Linked DNA regions of Sus scrofa: regions 1, 2, 3 and 5 are each linked to region 4. A link is a contact called in public HiChIP or PLAC-seq and promoter capture Hi-C data. All regions are on one chromosome and are shown on one strand. The core of a region is the stretch at or near the end of the contact, and the rest is flanking DNA. Distances in the headings are between cores, read along the strand shown.

Region 1 (2,700 bases), core at 86-2,585, 980 kb after region 4:
GTACTGATGTACTCGAACAAATTTAACAAGCAAAGAGGAAAGCATCAAATGGTCATTCCATGGTCAAAGAATAAAACGTAAAAGCTGTGAAACAGTCAGTGTACAATGTCTGCAATTTTTGAATTCTCTTCAACTCTTCCCTATATCTATTCCATGACCATATCCTGTCACTTCCAAAAGAACACTTACTGATTTTGACAGTTCATAATCATTCTGATCATCCAAATTTAATTACTTCGTGCTTCTGAAAAGGCCTCCAGCCTTTCTGTAGTGAGCTCTCTAGTGCTATCTTGCACAAAACTGTGAGATTCTTTAAAAGCTCGGAAAGCTTCCAACTGTTTCCAAAAGTGAAAGTACTTATCCAGCGATCTTTAAATATCTCTGCCCTACTCTTAAATTGTCTTCTCCCCACAGACCAACTGAAACTCTTCAAGTCAGACAAATATATTCCTCATTTGTCGAGGGGGGTTATCTACCCCTAACACTCCTACACACCAACCTGTTATGCAGAATAAACATCCTCCATTTTCAAATCAAATTCTTTTTCCTCCAGAACTTTCTTCAGGGTTCCCTTTCCTCTAATAACCTCCCTCCGATTCCTGGGATTTTAGTCTTAATGGGATTGCAAGGATCATCCCTCTCTCTGAACCTCCCCAGCAACTCAGTAGCAGGATCCAGGATCCTTCGACAGACCCACATTTGCGTTAATAGCGCCAATGTTTCTGTGATCTCCGCCCTCAAGACCTTGGATTTGTTTGGCTCCCGCCTCCCCTTCCAGACACTAAGTTTGTTTAGGGCCTGACCGCAGAGGGGCCGGGCAGGTTCTCTCCGACGTCGGCTGCTGCGTACACAGGTCGGCCTGAGCAGGCTGCTTAGGGAACGAGGCTGTGCGGACAGGGCTGACCCGAGCGCCTTTCTCCGCCTATCCCAGAGGAGAAAAGTCCAAAGGAGGGGGCGGACAGTGCATATGTGCCTGGAGGCCGTGTAGGGCGACCCTGAAACCATCCGGCGGCGCCAGCCGGCGAGTAAACAATTGGAACCAGGCCCTGTAGATGAAGGAAGGTGGATTAAAGGGCCGGATCCAGGACTAAATCAGGAGAGGCGGGACAGGGAGGGGACCCGAGTGTGGCTGCTTCGGCAGACCTGCGGGCCTTGTGGTGGGGGTGACCGTTACAAGGCTCAAGGAAGGGAGGAGTTGGGGAGTATCCCCCACTCACCTGGAAGAGGTTGTTGCCGGAGGCTCCAGCTGCCCCCCTCCCAAATTTAAGCCACGTCAGCTCGGGAATCCCGTACACGACACCCACCTCCGCCGCGCCCCGCTGCCGGACTCAACCACTCGCTGTTGGGACGGAAACTGGGATTAGGATATGGACCAATCAGGGCTATTGACAGGGCGTTACCAGGGAGACCAGGCACGCCTTGTTTGTACCTAACCCGTCAACAATGACCGAGACCAATCAAAGTCAGGAAATGCTCCGCTTCCTCAAAGAAACAGCCAATAGACTCTAAAGAGTGGAGGAGGGGTGGAGTCAGACCCGAGAAAGTGTTCCGGAAGAAAATTTGGGGAAGAGCCGGAAATGCCGGGAGGGCGGGCCTTCTTGGTAAGGTCAGGTGTTTCCAAAGTAAAGTGGCTGCGCTTATTGCTTCTGATACCTCCGCGGGGTTGGTCAAAACTGATCGACATTGTAGCTTGGGCTTTCGCGGAGACTCTGCACTGCAGAAACCAGCTGCCATTAGGATTGCTAAATGAGCTGTGAGGAGGGTATAAGAATGTGGGTTTTGGAGTTCCCGTCGTGGCGCAGTGGTTAACGAATCCGACTAGGAACCATGAGGTTGCGGGTTCGGTCCCTGCCCTTGCTCAGTGGGTTAATGATCTGGCGTTGCCGTGAGCTGTGGTGTAGGTTGCAGACACGGCTCGGATCCCGCGTTGCTGTGGCTCTGGCGTAGGCCGGTGGCTACAGCTCCGATTCAACCCCTAGCCTGGGAACCTCCATATGCCGCGGGAGCGGCCCAAGAAATAGCAACAACAACAACAGACAAAAAGACAAAAGACAAAAAAAAAAAAAAAGAATGTGGGTTTTGCTCTTAGAGTCATAAAATATTAGACCGGAAAGTAGGACATCTAATATGACTTTTTCATTTTACTGATGAAAAATGAGAACCAGATTAAAGTGACTTTCACAAACAGCGACTTACTAATGTGACTCGGACTAGGTAGAACTTGGCATCTGTATGAAAGGATCAGAGATGTTTCTAAGGATTTGAGTTAGAGGGAAAGTAGTGAATACCAGAGAATGCCTTTTAATAAGTGGTGTCAGAACTGGCCCTTAAGCAGGTGAGGGTTGAGGGCTCTGGTACTGGGACAGGAGTCAGTGAGGTGCTCCAGTAACAGTCACAGAGCCTCTAAGGAAAGGAATAAAAGTAGCCAGCTCCTGTGATATCAGGGACTCCCTTGACAATTAGTATTATTTGAATTTATTGAGACTTACTGTGTGTCAGGCACTCAGCCCACCCTATGCATCCTCGTGCTAATGTTTATTACATAAATCTTTGTGGATCAAACATCAGTAAGGCATTTTCTGGTGACCATCTAAATTGTAGTCCCCTGTAATTAGTGTGTACTGTTCTTGGACTTGGCGATATAGCTGAGATCAAGGGAAAACAAATTCCTGCCATTTTGAAAACAATAATTTAGTGAGG
Region 2 (2,700 bases), core at 171-2,670, 880 kb after region 4:
CACTTGAAAACTCCAACCTACTCCAGCTCTTTGAAAAACCCCTTGGAAACCAGAACAAGAGGAATTCGAGGGTAGACTGGTTAATGAGATGCAAAGAGGACACTGGGGAAGTACTGACCAAGTCAGCTGGACAGTGGGATGAGTCATTGCTGAGAGTAGCCCTGCCTTCCCCTGTGGGGTAACAACAATGGATGGGGACCATGAAGCTAACACCTCTAGTCCTGGCTTTTGGGCCACTCTGCCACAAAAGGACTTCACATAGAAAACTGGAAAATAGAAGTTTTTGAAGTATCCGTGGGCTGAGAAGCAGCATGGAGGACCAATGGTCCCGGCTTCTTTCCTGCTGTTCAGGCCTCAGCCTTACTCTCCCATAAGCCTCCCATCCTCATGTACTTTTGAAACAAAGGGCAGGCTTTCTGACACAGGCAATTTAGTATCCTTGAGCTACTGGTCAGAAATAAGGAAGCCCATACATGTTATCTAGAGGTGGAATCCAGAGTAACGTGGTGAGGCCTGGAGTCCAGGATGTCAAGGCTTCATCATGAGGCTGCCTCAGAAAAGTACACAGACTGGGAATCAGAAGAGACCAGGAAGTCAACATAGAGACCATATGTACTTATTTGCCAGGTACCAGCCTAAGCAAATGACAAATATCAATGAAAACAATTTGGTAAATCATTGAACATCCCTGATACTGTTTTTCCCAATGGAAAAGAAACAAAGAGGTTATCCTTGCGAATCCATCAAGTCCCCTCCATTCTGACACCCCGGGACTCTATGATCCAACATTCATAGAAACCTGCCCTCGTGGAACCACCATGCCTTCATTTTAGCACTTGGATCTCAGCACTGGTGTATATTAGCAACTACTACTTCCGGATCTGTTGCAGTGTCTCCCGTGGGTTTTGGCTCTGCTAGCTCACACACCCTCCGAGGGCACAGACTGTCTTCACCTCCCAACTCAGTACCTAGGAGCAAGGGGCCTTAGAGAGGGCCGTGAATTGTCAGCAGAAACCAGGGGTGGTCGAGGGCTGCTAAATCCTGTTCCCTGAGCTCCAGCCTCCTCCTTCTGCTTCTATCCCCAGATGCTCATTACCCACAACCACCCACACCCTGGACTTCTGGCCATAAAAGGTGAAAAGCCGACTAGCAGTGACTTGGCCTCTCAGCAAAGACTAAGAGCCAGGCAGGGTCCTCTCACTTCAACTCTTGTCCTGTGCCCCCCAACTTTCCCACTGCTCGGACAACTCACCTTCAACCGTGCAAGCGTTTGCTCTCAGCTCTCAGCTCTCAGCTCCTCACAGCGACACTCAGCTCCTCTCTAGCTGCTGCGACTTCAGAGCAAGAAATTCTGAGCTGCTGCTTCAGTTCCGTATTCAGGTTTTCTGTCATTTCCTGCCACCCTGTCCTCACAGCTACTTCCTGAAGTTTGAGTCAGTTCCTTCTGCTTAGGCACTTAAATAAAAAAGGATTAAATGCTTGGTGCTTGCTCTTTTGCAAGGCTTTGAGGGTCTCAGAGGTCATAAAAAAATGAACTCTCAGAGTTTATAATCTGGTCAGGGAAGCAAAACATTCAACCAGAAAATACATAAGACCATTGAAGAAAATTTGTTTCCAAAATAGGTGGGCAATTGCATCTGCTTATAGCAAAGAAATTTTGAGAATTTGGTATGGGCTAAAGACTTAATGGAAAAACTAATTTTTATGTGAATTTTCACATTTTCAAAAATCAATCTTAACATGGTAAGATTTCTTTTCCTTTTTTTTTTTTTTTTTTTTTTTTTTTTTTTTTGCCGTTCTCATAGCATATAGATGTTCCCAGGCCAGGGACTGAACCTGTGCCACAAGAGCATCCTGAGCTGCTGCAGCGACAACACCAGATCCTTAACATGCTGCGCCACAAGGGAACACCCTGAAGGGTAAGATTTAAGAAGAAACGCAATTTCTATATCACTCACATTACTTACAACTGGGGTTTGGAACTATGGAGAACAGTTTGGAGATTCCTTAAAAAAAACTAAATATAGAGTGTTCCTTCCTCTGCCATTTTTTGGAATAGTTTCAGGATAGGTGTTAACTCTTCTCTAAATTTTTGATAGAATTCGCCTGTGAAGCCATCTGGTCCTGGACTTTTGTTTGTTGGAAGTTCTTTAATCACAGCTTCAATTTCAGTACTTGTGATTGGTCCATGCATCTTTTCTATTTCTTCCTGGTTTATTCTTGGAAGATTGTACCTTTCTAAAAATTCGTCCATTTCTTCGAAGTTGTCCATTTTTATTAGCATATAGCTTCTTGTAGTAGTCTCTTATGATCCTTTGTATTTCTGTGATGTCTGCTGTAACTTCTTTTTCATTTCTAATTTAATTGATTTGAGTCCTCTCTCTTTTTTTACACTGTTGGTGGGAATGCACATTGGTGCAACTACTATGGAAAACAGTATGGAGGTCCTCAAAAAACTAAAAATAGAACTACCATATGATCCAGCAATCCCACTCCTAGGCATCTATCCAGAGAAAACCATCATTCAAAAAGATATATGCACCCAAATGTTCATTGAAGCACTGTTTATAATAGCTAAGACATGGAAGCAACCTAAATGTTCATCGACAGAGGAATGGATAAAGATGTGGTACATATACAATGGAATATTATTCAGCATAAAAAGAATGAAATAATGCCATTTGCAGCAACACGGATGGA
Region 3 (2,700 bases), core at 26-2,525, 850 kb before region 4:
AAGAAATGAAAACCTTTTGCAGGTTGATGGTAATTTAGATAAACAATTCTGAACACTACAGTGTCACATATGTTATAGCCTAGTTGATTTTTAAATTATCTACCTAAAACGGTGGGGGGAAGAGTTTAGGGGATTTTCTGTACCGTTAAGAAATGTACCTTGTACCCTACTATGACTAAATTCGGGGAGAAATTACCAGAAAACCGGAAAACTTTTACTCTTTGATCTTGATAAATCTTTTTTTCTTGGCCGCGGGGGAACTATGTGCAACTTCCCGAAAAGAGATCGAACCCGCCCCACGGCAGTCGCTGCTGAGACCACGTGGGATCCTTAACCCCTCTCACCACAAGGGAACTCTGATTTTGCCAAGTCTTCTATCATGGCCCATAAACCATAGTAGAGCAATCATTGAAAAACGTTTCCATTAACTGTTTCCCTTTACTTTTTTTTAAGGGCCGCACCTGGGACATATGGAAGTTCCCAGGCTAGGGGCTGAATCAGAGCTGCATATGCCGGCCTACACCGCAGCCACAGCCACACAGATCCCATTGGCATCTGCGACCGACCTACCCTGCAGTTTGCAGGGCCGGCTCCTTTACCCACTGAACAGACCAGGGATCGAAACTGCATCCTTATGGCTGCTGGTCGGGTTCTTAATCCGGTGAGCCACCACGGGAACTCCTGTGTTTCTTTAAATCAAGTAGCATCCATCCGTTTACAAGCCTTCGGTCCTAAAGCAATGTTTGACCCATAACAGCTGATGAAAAACCTTTTGTAGGAAGGAATGCCTGGATTGAGCGCGGCGGGTCAATCTGACCTCTCTCTGATCCCTTCAACCTTTTCCCCAGGGTAAGCTACGAGCTCAGTCTACAGACAGCTGACTGCGAAGCCTACCCAGGTCTATAACCCTCAAGAGAGCCCCGCGGCAAAGTGAGGGCCACGACCAGCCCTAGTCCGGGCAGCGGCACCCGAAGGCAGTGCACGGAGCCTGCCCCGCCGCCCCCTCCCCGGCTGCGCACTGACCACGCATCGCGCGCTTTCTTGGTCTCCGGGCAGGCGCAGCAGGGCTTCAGCGGCTTCTTCTCCTGCGATTCAGGCGGGGCAGGGATTGCGGCCGCCAGACCCGGCATTTTTCGCGCCGAAAGCTGCAATTAGCTCTGCCACCCCAAACTCTACCGGCCTCCGGACACGCCGATTCGCCCGCAGTTATTTCCGGCAGTCGCTCCAAAACAGAACAGGAAGTCCTGCCTCTCACTCTGACGAACTGGGAGGAAGGGAGGAGGTAAAGAGGAAAAATGTTTTAAAGGGCACGCGCGTGCGCAGAAGAGGCCGAATGATGGCCTTAGTGCTAGGGCGCCTTTTCCGCGCAGGTGCAGAGAGCCCAGGTAAAGTGCAGCGATGTTTGTAGACCAGCATTGAGAGGACCCACAAATGAGGAGACCCGTAAGGCAACTCGGAGAGCTCTCAACCATACACCCAGCTCGAAGTCGAAAACTGAAACTCAAGAAGGTGAAATGACCTGTCTATGCTACAGAAAAAAAAAAAAAACACTAGTGAAAGCCAATTCCTCTTGAGTAACAGACTTAGCGCCCGGCATCTTATGCTTGCCATTATCTGCCTTACTGCCTTCACCACCCCACTTCACCGCTCTAGTTAAAAGTGAGTAGCAAAGGAGTTCCCTAGTGGTCAGCGCAAACGAATCAGACTAGGAACCATGAGGTTTCGGGTTCTATCCCTGGCCTCGTTCAGTGGTTTAAGGATCCAGCGTTGCCCTGAGCTGTGGTGTAGGTCACAGACAGGGCTCAGATCAGGTGTTGATGTGGCTGTGGCATAAGCTGGCAGCAGCTGTGTCTCCGATTAGACCCCTAGCCTGGGAACCTTACCTCACCCACACGCTTTAAATCCTCAGCTAGTTAGTGTTTATAGCTCCCTCTCCAACTGAATTGATTTCCATATGAATTGCCAATCATAGGGCAAATATATTGGTTAGTAAAATTTTAAAATGCCTTTTCATTGTCATTCCTCAAATTCAGTTAATACCTATCCATCTAGGTAAATAAGTAAACTTAGACAGTATTTGCAATAGAATGGACATAACCATTAAGTTTTTTTCCTGCAGAGAATTGTTTGAGGAAGGATGAACTTATTTTTTAAAGCAGGACTTCCAGGCATTGTTAAAATAGCTGTCTAGGGATACGCACTTTGGTTAATCAAACATTGCTTATCACCTAAACCAGCCAATGGTATTGCCCCTCAAGATGGCTGTTTTCTTGCTCTTTGTACATTCCCTGCTCCACCATTTCCTGCTCCACCAACCCCTAAGTGCATGATTGACCTTTCTACATATTTGTCCCAGGCCCCAGCAATGAGATTGTTCTTATCTAAAGAGCGGTGAGGGCAGTGCCTCTCTGCTGGTCTCCCTGGTAACTCATGTGCCAACCTGATGTCAATTCCCACTGTAACTGGCAATCTCCCCTTCCCCTCCAGGAGCAGAGACTTTACCATGTCCTGTCAGACATGTAAGAACCCCCTGGCCATTAAACCATCCATGTCTCTGTCACTGACTCTGGGCTCTTCAGTCATGAAGCTGGGTAGGCACAGGGCTTGCAGACCTGCGGGATGCAGCCTAACACTAAGGTTTGTTTCTGTATTCCAGAGATTCAGCTCAGAATCCTGAGGTGTGTCTGGGAACTGGTGTAA
Region 4 (2,700 bases), core at 154-2,653:
TTGATCCCTGGCCTTGCTCAGTGGGTTAAGGATCCGGCGTTGCTGTGAGCTGTAGTGTAGGTCGCAGACGCGGTTCGGATCCCGTGTTGCTGTGGCTCTGGCGTAGGCCAGTGGCTACAGCTCCGACTGGACCCCTACCCTGGGAACCTCCATATGCCGCAGGAGTGGCCCAAAGAAATAGCAAAAAGACAAAAAAAAAAAAAAAAAAAACAACAACAACAAAAAATTTCTTTCTTCTACATTCCCTCAGTCTCCATTCTTCTGAGCCCATTTTTCTATATATTCATTTGGACAGTAAACTGCTTAGCAAATATTATCATATTCTGTCTATTCTTTCTGTACTGCCGGGATTGTCAGCTCCTCAGAGACAATCACCTCATCTTTCATTTTTGTTTTTCCCACTCAGCCTAGAAGATTGACTGACTAGTGTGCAGGATGCTTCATGCAGTGAGTGCTTAATAAATATTTAAAAACAGTATTAAAATGTTGAATAAATTTGACAGCAGTGCTGCTCCTCATCACGTCAAGTGCCAACACTTTCTAGGTCCCTTCTCTGCTTAGCAACCATTTCGCAACATTTCTACATGTCCCCAGATGGTTCATCCAAGCTGAAGTTAACTTTTGATCCACTTTCCTTGCCTGAGTTATGGAAATATTGTTTACATGTTTTCCCCTAAGGAATATCTGCTTGGTACCCAAAGAACCTGCCTTGCAACTTGAAGTAGCCCTTTTTCTTTGGTGATAGTGGGGAAAGGAGAAGGATGGTAGGGATGGAGAACATTCCCTTTAAGGTTATCCTCACTCTTCCCCCCAAACTATCTTTCACAGTAAGATAAAATGCTCCTATGCTTATTTTCATATTTCTATGGATGTTTTTTAATCTTAGCATCTGAAGAATGGTAAGGATTTTACTAAAAGGTTTCAGTGTTGTAACTAAGATTTGGTTTTTCTTTTTCTTGGATAAGGAATATTTTGCAAAGTATGTTGCATCTATTCATTATTTTATTTAATCCTCACATGAGTTTTGCTAGGCAGACAGAATAGGGATCATAATCTCCAGGATAAGGAAGAGGAAACTCCGAGAAGTTAAGTGACTTCCCCAGGTCAGAGAGATGGACTTGTACTAAAAGAGAATTCCACAGTCGGTCCCATTTCTCCTCTCTGCTAACTCAACTTCACAGAATGTGCCCTTCAGGGTCAGTAAAGCTAGAGCTGCAAGCACGGACAAGAAGCGAGACTTTCCACAGCGGTAGGAAAAGGAGAGGGCGGGGGAAGGCGAGGAAAGTACCTTGCGCATGCGCAGATCGCTACTAGCGCCGGGGACAGAGGAAGGTTAAAAAGCTGTACATGCTAAACCGTTTCCGCCTCTTGCTAACACGCAGGCGCACTTCCTCAGGACAAAGGTCAGCACGTAGGGGGCGGGCCTCGGGGCCCCGCAGGCGCGTTTGTGCGCCGGGTTGCCAAGATGTCGTTCCCAAAATACAAGCCTTCCCGCCTGGCAACCCTGCCAGCTACTCTCGACCCAGCTGAATACGACATATCTCCGGAAACCCGGAAGGCACAAGCCGAGCGGTTGGCCATAAGATCCCGGCTTAAGCGGGAGTACCTGCTCCAGTACAACGACCCTAACCGCCTAGGGGTCATCGTGAGTGAGGGGCCAGCCGGGTGGGAATCGAGGGCCAGAGTCCGGATGGTCCCGTCAGACCCGGCAGCCTAGACGGCCCAAGGGGGACCACGCCACGGGGCGGTCACCGTTTCCAAAGAGTGTTTTAAAACACAGGTCCTCTTCCAGGCCCAGAGAGCAGGACCTTGGCATTAGCCCTTTGACCTTGGGTGGATAGCTTAGCGGTTAGGAGGACGGGTTCTGGGTTCACAAGTGGCTGGGTTTGAGTCCCAGCTTGATCACTTCTCGCCTGGGTGATCATGGAAAAGCTTTTCAACCCTGCTGCTTGGCTTTGGTTTTCCTATCTGAAAAATGGGGATAATATAGTACTTCCTGTTTTACGAGGCTCTTATGAGGATTAAATGAGATGGGGCACGTGACCCACCAGCACAGTTCCTGGCTTGTGCTGAGTGTTCAGAAAATATGGGGGGGGGGGTGTTTTAAAGCTGTTTTCCACTTTACAGTTCACAGTTCATAGAAATACTGTTCTGATGGGAATATAGTGATTTTTCAGTTTACATCTTCTAATAATCCAGATACCCTACAGCTTGCTAAAGCTTTGGGCTTTGGAGTCAGACACGAAGGCACTACCTATTGGCAAATTATATGACCTTGTGCAAAATCCCTAACCCTTCTGAACCTTAGTTTTATAATTTTCATATACGGAAACGATAGTACATTCTTTATAGAAACCTTTTGAGGTTAAATGAGATAGTCTGTATAATGCTCCCAGCACTTATAACATGCCTAGTAGACCGATAGCTATTATCTAGAAGATAATTTTCTGTACAAGAGCTATTTAAATATGTAAATATGATTTTTTAGAGAAGTTTTTTTCCCAACAGTTGCATTGGTATTTTGTAGGAATTTTAGGAAGTTGTGAGGATTGAAGGAAATTTACAGGTGTGCCAGGAATTACTGAAACTTTCTGAAATTCAAATATCATGGGTATTTGAAGATTTAAACTTTATTACTATCCCCATTTTACAGATGAGAAAGATGACATGGGAAGGGCAAGTTGTCACAGGGTGATACTC
Region 5 (2,700 bases), core at 90-2,589, 840 kb before region 4:
TGTTGAAGATATTAGAAATTCACTGTTCTAGATGAAAATCCTGAGATACCAAAATAAAGTGTAAAGAATTTTTTAGATCTTTTGATCAGAAAAAAAAATCTTGGACTCAATCAGGGAAATTTGAATATATACTAAATTTTAAATATAAAGGAATTATTAATTTTGTTAGATTTGATAATGGCAATTATGTTAAAAATCTGTATCAGTTTGAGATGCAGATTAAGGGTAAAATAATGTCTGGGATTTGAAAATGCTCAAGCAAAAGGAGATAGTAGACAGGTGAAACTGGACTGGCAAATTCTTGATAATTATTTACTCCGTGATGATTAGCGCCAGCTCATTACTAAAAGTGGATTCACTCTTGCCTATGTTAAGACATTTCCAGAGTCCTGTTGTGATGCAGCGAATCCGACTAGTAACCATGAGGTTGCTGTTTGATCCCTGGCCTCTCTCAGTGGGTTGAGGATCAGGTGTTGCTGTGAGCTGTGGTGTAGATAGCAGACCCTGCTTGGATCCTGCGTGGCTGTGGCATAGGCATAGGCGTGGCTGTAGCTCGGATTGGACCCCTAGCCTGGGAACCTCCATATGCCGCTGTTGCGGCCCTGAAACAAAAACAAAAACAGACATTTCCATAATAAGTAGTTTTAAAAAGCAAGTCAGTGCGGAATACACCACATCATCTTCGGCTGATTTAATTAGTGCCCAGGGCTCAGAAAGGGGTAGCAGAATGCAGATCAACAGTTACTAACTACCCACCCCACCCCAAATCCTGATTCCCAGGGCAAGGGTTCATAGAGTGTCAAAGTCCAACGTTTAGGAGCTTTCTCAGCTAGCAGAAAAAGCCCCGCGGAAAGGGGATGTCCGAAAGGAAAGCCCCCGACTATTTTTTTCTGAGATTTCCCAGGGATTTCCGAAAGAGGTCGCGGAGTGAAACCGGCAAATCACTGCTGGATTTGAGCAGTAGCCTTTTCCCCAGCCTGCGGGCCCCGCGCATTGATCCTGGATGTACAACTGAAAACTCAAGGCTTGGCCTCTGGAATGAAGCGGGCAGTGTAGCAGATCCTCCCCCGGCCTACTACTTTCCCCTTTTTCCTTCTGAGTGCTGTCCTTTCCTCCCAACCCCTTTCTCCACCCCTCCCGCTCCTTCCCTCTGCACACTTCCTGTCCTCCCGCCCCTGCGCCACGCCCCACGCCTTCCTGCAATCCCCCCGTCTTCCTCCCGGTCGCCAGCCCCGCGCCCCTCCCTTCACTAGCCCCGCCCAGGTTCTTCATCCAGCCCGCCTTTCCTGACCCTCGTCCCGCCCCGTCCTTGTCACTCGGCTCCTCCCCTCTCATGCTAGTTCCGCTCTTCCCTTCTCCGCTTGCGTGCTGTCCTCGCTCCGCCCTTCGTTTCCGCTCTTCCAGGGGGTTACCATAGCTACTGTCCACACAACAGCTAGGTCTCTCAAGTTGGTCCTGGCTGACTGCAGGGCAGAGCCGGCACCATGAGTCATGTTGTGACCATCACCGAGCCCCAGGCCAAACCTCAGATGTCTCAAACCCAGTGCAGAGGGAAGTCGGGGACCTGGGGCAACGTCTCCGCTAGTCGAACGTATGATTTCCTGTATGGTAAGGGCGGCTCCAGATCTCCCTCCTGAGTTGTAGACTCCTGGGACAGATGGGCTTTGAAGATGGTGGGACCTGGCCAGGAGGCTCAGCGGAGGAAAGACTGGCCTCAGGACAGATCCCTTGTCTTGTCTTGGATGGGCAGCTCCAAGCCCTCTGGGTGGTGCACTCTAGGGCATCTCTGAAGACTCAGGTGAGCTGCGTCTTGGAGCAGGGGTAGGGAACACCTGACTCTTCTTCACCCGCTTTTCTTGATAATTTGCACAGCCCAAAGCAATCTTTCTGAAACCCGTTACTGGAGTTTTGGTATCCCATACAGTACCCAATGATTTGCATACTTGGAAATGTTACTGAAGAAAGTTTGGGTGCTCCACTCACAGTGAGGTCAAACAAACCAAAAGAAAAAGGTTTACTGTAGGGCCAAGCAAGAGTGGCTTGGTTCAAACCCCCCCGAAATCCCTGATGGTTTTGGGGAAAAAGTTTTCAATAGCAATATTTAGGGTGAAGGCTGAAGGGTATGTGACTTTTTTTCCTGAGGTCACAGAGGGATGCTTCAGCCATCTTGTGTTGAAATTGCCATCTGGATCACCTGGGTGGGGGCCTTAGTTCTGCAGAAGAGCTCAAAGATAATGTTCTGTATATTTCTTGAGGAGGAACCAGGATCTTGCCCCAAGGCTGCAGTAGTGTTTCTTGACTTCTCCTGACTTGTCTCTGCATCCCCTCCTTTCTCATTATCCACTGTTTGAATCTGCTCTTTGAAACTCAGGTAAGGTCAAGGAGGCTATATGAAGCCTATTTCCTACAAACAAGAAGGAGGGGGGGGTTGGGGGCACACAAAGGATTTGTATCCATCAAGGAGCCCTATAGCATCCTGCTTGGTTTCAGAGACTGACTCAACACTCCCACATTCAAACTGCATAAAATGCCCTTCCAGTTCTCATTCTCTGGCCTCTTCCAAATTTGGCATCTAGGTAAGGAAGGGCCAGTTTATTTCATCTTTGTTTTTAGCTTTCTCTTTTCTTCAAGCTTATTCTTAACCATTAAAGTATTGTTTATAAACTATGTCCACTAGGTCCTTTGGGCCAGTAAAGCCCC

Evidence for each region. Promoter capture Hi-C pulls out the DNA fragments that hold promoters and counts their contacts. HiChIP or PLAC-seq counts read pairs in DNA pulled down with a chosen protein or histone mark.
Region 1: a contact with region 4 is called in a promoter capture Hi-C map of liver, with 4 times the contacts expected there. The contact joins the promoter of GOLGB1 here to the promoter of NDUFB4 in region 4. A contact is called at or near these places in 1 of 5 promoter capture datasets (liver) and 3 of 47 Hi-C or Micro-C datasets (embryonic fibroblasts, heart right ventricle and retroperitoneal adipose tissue).
Region 2: an H3K27ac HiChIP or PLAC-seq map of alveolar macrophages shows a contact between it and region 4. The contact joins the promoter of HCLS1 here to the promoter of NDUFB4 in region 4. A contact is called at or near these places in 2 of 2 datasets of contacts at active chromatin or transcription factors (alveolar macrophages and skeletal muscle).
Region 3: an H3K27ac HiChIP or PLAC-seq map of alveolar macrophages shows a contact between it and region 4. The contact joins the promoter of COX17 here to the promoter of NDUFB4 in region 4. A contact is called at or near these places in 1 of 5 promoter capture datasets (liver) and 1 of 2 datasets of contacts at active chromatin or transcription factors (alveolar macrophages).
Region 5: an H3K27ac HiChIP or PLAC-seq map of alveolar macrophages shows a contact between it and region 4. The contact joins the promoter of MAATS1 here to the promoter of NDUFB4 in region 4. A contact is called at or near these places in 2 of 47 Hi-C or Micro-C datasets (heart right ventricle and skeletal muscle) and 1 of 2 datasets of contacts at active chromatin or transcription factors (alveolar macrophages).

The regions. Positions count from the first base shown.
Region 1 is chr13:138,753,438-138,756,137 of Sscrofa11.1, reverse strand. It overlaps GOLGB1 (golgin subfamily B member 1), which reads right to left and starts at 1,335. Exons shown (of 23, transcript XM_021070274.1): 1 at 1,305-1,335.
Region 2 is chr13:138,851,107-138,853,806 of Sscrofa11.1, reverse strand. It overlaps HCLS1 (hematopoietic lineage cell-specific protein), which reads right to left and starts at 1,420. Exons shown (of 14, transcript XM_013980963.2): 1 at 1,253-1,420.
Region 3 is chr13:140,582,861-140,585,560 of Sscrofa11.1, reverse strand. It overlaps COX17 (COX17 cytochrome c oxidase assembly homolog), which reads right to left and starts at 1,275. Exons shown (of 3, transcript NM_001348525.1): 1 at 1,024-1,275. The coding sequence starts at 1,130.
Region 4 is chr13:139,729,195-139,731,894 of Sscrofa11.1, reverse strand. It overlaps NDUFB4 (NADH dehydrogenase [ubiquinone] 1 beta subcomplex subunit 4), which reads left to right and starts at 1,403. Exons shown (of 3, transcript XM_003361882.4): 1 at 1,403-1,645. The coding sequence starts at 1,466. All of the region lies in intron 2 of LOC102162379 (a long non-coding RNA gene), which reads right to left.
Region 5 is chr13:140,565,615-140,568,314 of Sscrofa11.1, reverse strand. MAATS1 (cilia- and flagella-associated protein 91) reads left to right here and starts at 1,339. Exons shown (of 18, transcript XM_003132654.4): 1 at 1,339-1,608. The coding sequence starts at 1,485.